Linked DNA regions of Sus scrofa: region 1 is linked to region 2. The links are chromatin contacts, called in public HiChIP or PLAC-seq maps. All regions are on one chromosome and are shown on one strand. The core of a region is the stretch at or near the end of the contact, and the rest is flanking DNA. Distances in the headings are between cores, read along the strand shown. Region 1 has its middle 45 kb from the start of SLC39A8. Region 2 has its middle 15 kb from the start of MANBA.

Region 1 (2,700 bases), core at 122-2,621, 320 kb after region 2:
GCTATGTCAAGTCCTAACTCCATTAAAGTATTATAATTCTCTTAAATAACTTTCAAAACAACATTATAAAGTAGGTATGATATTCCCCACTTTATAGATGAGAAAACTGGGACAGAGAGCCATTAGGTGACTTGGCTAAGGGACACAGTGTACAGTTGTCGTAGCTCTAATTCCCATTTATTTGCTGATGGTTCTCAAACTCATATCTCCAGGCTACATCTCCCAAGCTTTGGGTAACTCATTAAGTCGTTTCCATGGTTGCTCCATGGGCTGTCAAGTTCAGTATTTCTGATACTGAATTATTATTTCCTTCTCCAAATCGTTTCTCCTGTATTTCCATTCGGGGCTATGTTATCTTCATGGTTTCTTTTCCTCTCCTACACTGGCCCAATCTTCAGTCCTACTGAGTTTAAATCCAAGTTGTGGCTGCTTCAGTTTAGGGCCTAACCATCTCTCACCTGGCTTTACTCATCAGTGTCCTACCTGCCTAAAATGCTTTGATGATACGGGTTGATAAATGGGATAAAAGGCCTTCTGTGATCCAGACCCCACCTACATCTCTACAACCATCTTCAGTGTCTCTCTTCCCATAAGTTATGTTTTAGGTACATTGACTTACTTAGAGTTCCTCCTAGATGTCCGGTTATTTCTCTCTTCCACACCTGTGCTTATGTGGTCCCCTCTGTCTGCAATGCACGTCATTTCCTTTTTCATCCAGTTAAGTACCATTCATCCTCAGATGTCACTTCATGGAGACTCGCAGCCTCCCTTCCCTGGGCTAACATGACTTGCTGATGGAATGAATGAAAAGGGTAAGAAGTGAAGACGTCAAGGGTTTGGCCTTACCCACTCGAAGAAGAGGGTTGTCATTCTTTGATACAGGAAAGACTGAGGCTTTGGGAGCTGAACTCATGGTCTGATTTTGGACCTATGGAGTTTGAATGACGATAAGATTTCCAGGTGAAGTTATTTATTAGGCATTTAGCCAGATGAGACTGGAATCCAGGGCCAGACTAGAGATGTACATCAGCAAAGAGATGGTATTTAAAGCCATGAGTCTGAGTGAGGATACCAAGGGAGTGAAAAAAAGAGCGGAGAATAGGTCCGAAAACTGAGCCCCAAGGCATCTATGTAGTAACAATCTATTTATGCCCATGTGTCCCCACCATAGGATGAGATGGTGGCGCTCCTGGGCTTTGTTTTAGTTACCCTTTCCTTCTGAGTATGTGTTGTGTAATATTGCATGTATAAGCTTCGTCTGGTAAATGCTTGTTGAATAAAATGAATGAGGAAGTGAAATATCTACAGGACTCAAGCAATAGTGCCCTTAAATGAAGCTTCTTTGGGTGTAAGTAATAGGGAGTGGTATGAATCATGGGAAACGGAGAAGTACATGCTTTAGCAAAAGGGGAAGTGTGGATGTAACTCCATTCGATTGCTACCATGCACAAATATGGGTCAAGGGCAGCCCAATTTTATGATTACAAGAGAAGCCAGAAATCTCTGACTTTTTTAATGTTAAAATTTTCTGACCCAAGAGTCTGCAGGTCAGTTGAAATGCATCCTGAAACTATTCATTATCCTGCCAGGTCATGACCTCTGATTAGTTAGTTCAACGTTATTTTATAGATGAAGAAAAGCAGGCTCCCCTGTTATCTGTTATTAGGGAGCTAACCTTTACAGGGAGTAAATTACTCCTTCACCTTTTGGTTAAGATTTTAGGCTGCCTTTTAGCTACAACAGAGAGGCAGAAAATTGTAACCAAGAAAGCTACTCAATAAATATTGTTATATGTATTCTTCTGTTTTGACTCAATTGCTTGACTCAGTCCTTTAACTTGGGTTTCAGAGATTTAATTACCCCATTTATTAGTTTTCCCACCTGAAAAATGGGGATAATAATCTCTACCTTAATTATCTAACAGGGTTATGATGAGAATCCAATAAGATGATCTAGGTTTGAGTGATTTGAAAGGCTTACATAGGATGCAGTGGGAATGGCCTGGTATCTTAGCACTCCAGAGATTAATCCAGGATAAAGCATAAGTAGCGATGGCCATTTTATTATTTGGCAAATGTATTTGGTGTTATGAAACACTGTATTTTAAAAACTCATATACCTCAAAAAGCATATGTTTTAAAAGTCAACTGAGCAAAGAGATAAAAGAGAATGTCACCTTGTGAAAATCAAGTGCCTACCTTAGACTTGAGTTGGCATTGACCTACCTCTGCCAAGAGGAGGCCTGGGAGCATGGTAGACAGTTTAAAGATTTTTCTCAGAAAACAATTCTGAGTCTGCTCCAGGACAAGGGCAAATCAATAAAGAAGGTTCCAAAGTTCTACACTCTTGATGGTTTGAAGACTGGAAAATTTTCAAAGCAGAATTACCCATAGAAAAACTTCAGAAATTCACTTGTAAAATGTCTGAGTTTGAGAGCTCCCTAGTGACCCTTTGGGGGAAAATTACTTGTGTAAATGTACCCCATATTAATAAATAAAGATTGACATGTTGTTTAGAGTTGTTGGATATAAACCAATTAAACCTTGGAGGACATCTGTCAGAAATATGAATTGGTGTTTAGATATAGTTGAACTTAAAAGGACTCTCTCTGACTTTACAGGGTAGAACTATTGTATATTGAGCCCAGTACTATCACAGGATATTTTTCTTTTTAGTTTTTTTCTTTTTTCTTTTTTTGGC
Region 2 (2,700 bases), core at 27-2,526:
TACTGTTAATTTGCCAAGAAAGAAAGTATTCTTATGCCAAAACCAAGTTGAAACTAGGACCCCCAAAAGGGGGTGAAGACACCAGTTCCATCCCTGGTCCCAAGCAGTGGGTTAAGGATCCAGCATTGCTTCAGCTGTTGTGTGGGTTGCAGCTCTGGTTCAGTTTTATCCCAGGCCTGGGAACTTCCATATGCCGTGGTAGTGGTGGGAAGAAAAAAAAGAAAGACAATGACCATCAAGAGAAAAGCATCTGACACTCTTTACGTTTCAATACAGACATTAATTAAAACTTAAATAATAAATTACAGGTTAAAAACACAAAATGACAAAAACTGAAAATAAGTATGATAAATATAAAAACCTTTTAAACAAATATACACTTTATGATTAATAGATTTTTTTTTTTTTTTTTTTGGTCTTTTTGCTATTTCTTTGGGCCGCTCCCGCGGCATATGGAGGTTCCCAGGCTAGGGGTCGAGTCGGAACTGTAGCCACCGGCCTACGCCAGAGCCACAGCAACGCGAGATCCGAGCCACATCTGCAACCTACACCACAGCTCATGGCAACGCCGGATCGTTAACCCACTGAGCAAGGGCAGGGACCGAACCCGCAACCTCATGGTTCCTAGTCGGATTCGTTAACCACCGCGCCACGATGGGAACTCCAAGATTTATTTTTTAAAGTTCCAAATCAGAGCAACCTGGTGCTGGCAGAAGCAAACAAATACTCTGCAGGAACTCAATAATACCTCATTGTTAAAAACCAAAAAGAAAAAATGTGCCAAGGAACATTGTACCATCAGTAGGGATGGATTTATGAAAACTTCAGACATTAAAAACATCAGCTCATCCAACCCGAAAAGAAGTAAAACTATCTGCAGGTGACATGATACAGGAAATCTTAGTAATTACTACAGCTAATAATTTAGTGAAGTTGCAGGATACAAAAATCAGTTGTATTTCTGTAAGTAGTGTTTAACCATCCTAAAAATGAAATTAAGAAATTCCATTTAGAATAAGAATAAAAAAGTGGTAAAATTTGTATACTGAAAATAAGTCTTAAATAAAGACATTCTGTGTTCATAGATTCGAAGATTTATTAAAATGGCAATAAAATCAATCTACAGATTCAGTGCAATCCATATCAAAATTCCAGTGATTTTGCAGAAATGGAAGATTTAAAAATTCATATGAATTGCAAAGGAGCACAAAGAGCTAGACAATCTTGCAAAACAAAGTTAGAGAATTGCTACTTCCTGATTTCAAAATTTACTGCAAAACTGCAGTAATCAAAACAGTATAGTACTGGGAGTCATCTGTTGGATTGGCAGGTTAAGGATCAGTGGTTCACATTGCTGCTGTTCAATCCCCAGCTTGGGAACTTTCACTTGCTGCTGGTGTGGCAAAAGAAAAAAAAAATCAGTGTGGTACTAGCCTAAAGATAAACTTATAGACCAATGGAATGTAGTTGAGAGTCCAGAAATGAACTCATATACATCTTGTGGTCAACAGGGTGTCAAGACCACTCAACAGGGCATGAATAGTTTCTTCAACAAATGGTGCTGAGACAACTGGATATTAACATGCAAAAAAATGAATTTGGGCCCCTACCTCACATTATATACAAAAATTAACTCAAAATGTATAAAAGCCCTTAATGTAAGATCTAAAACTATAAAACTCTTAGAAGAGGAGTAGATTTTTGTGACTTTGGATTTGGCAATAAATTCTTATGATGCCAAAAGCACAAGAAATGAAAGATAAATTGGACTCCCTTAAAAATTGTATACTTCTGTATATCAAAGGACACTATCAAAGTGAAAAAACAACTTAAGAATAGGAGAAGATATTTGCAAATCACATTTCTGGTAAGGGTCTAGTATCCAGCATATATAAAGAACCCATAACACTCAATGAAAGATAAGTAACCCAATTTAAAAATGGGCAAAATATTTGAATAAATATTTCTCAAAAAAATGTACACATGCCAGCAAGCATATGAAAAATGTTCAACATCATTATTTATTAGAGGAATGCAAATCAAAACCACAATAAGACACCACCTCACTCTCACTAGGATAGCTATAATTTTTTAAAATGGGAACTAAGTATTTGTAAAGATTTGGAGAATCTGGAGCATTGTACATTGCTGGTGGGATTGTAAAATGATGCAGCTTCTTTGGAAAGCACTTTGGTTATTCTCACAAAATTAAACATAAAATTACCATATGACCCAGCAATTTCATTCCTAGATACATACCCAAGGTAATTTTTTAAATGTTTTTTATTAATGTATGTGGATTTACAATGTGTCAATTTCTGCAGTATAGCAAAGTGACATATATATATATATATATATATTCCTTTTCTTACATTATCTCCCATCATGTTTTATCACATTTGATATAATTCCCTGTGTTATATACAGTAGGACTTTATTCCTTATCCATTCTAAATGTAATAGCTTGCATTCTACCAACCCCAAACTCCCTGTCCATCTCACTCCCTCCCCCTTGGCAACCACAAATCTGTTCTCCATGTTTGTGAGTTTGTTTCTGTTCTGTTGATAGATTCATTTGCGCCCTATCTTCCCTTCCATGTATAAGTGACATCATAAGGTATTTGTCTTTCTCTTTCTGACTTATTTCACTTAGTATAAGACTCTAGTTATATTCATGTTGCTGCAAATGGCATTATTTTG

Evidence for each region. HiChIP or PLAC-seq counts read pairs in DNA pulled down with a chosen protein or histone mark.
Region 1: a contact with region 2 is called in an H3K27ac HiChIP or PLAC-seq map of alveolar macrophages. The contact joins two enhancer-like sites. A contact is called at or near these places in 2 of 47 Hi-C or Micro-C datasets (embryonic fibroblasts and epiblast stem cells) and 1 of 2 datasets of contacts at active chromatin or transcription factors (alveolar macrophages).

What each region holds. Positions count from the first base shown.
Region 1 is chr8:118,558,455-118,561,154 of Sscrofa11.1, forward strand. No RefSeq gene overlaps it. Among named protein-coding and RNA genes, the nearest start is that of SLC39A8, 45 kb to the right of the region's middle. Within about 2 kb of position 1,372, at least 5 of the 83 cell types and tissues checked have an H3K27ac peak or open chromatin away from gene starts, as enhancers often do. A contact at or near this core is called in alveolar macrophages, where this site is marked.
Region 2 is chr8:118,234,300-118,236,999 of Sscrofa11.1, forward strand. No RefSeq gene overlaps it. Among named protein-coding and RNA genes, the nearest start is that of MANBA, 15 kb to the right of the region's middle. Within about 2 kb of position 1,277, at least 1 of the 83 cell types and tissues checked has an H3K27ac peak or open chromatin away from gene starts, as enhancers often do. A contact at or near this core is called in alveolar macrophages, where this site is marked.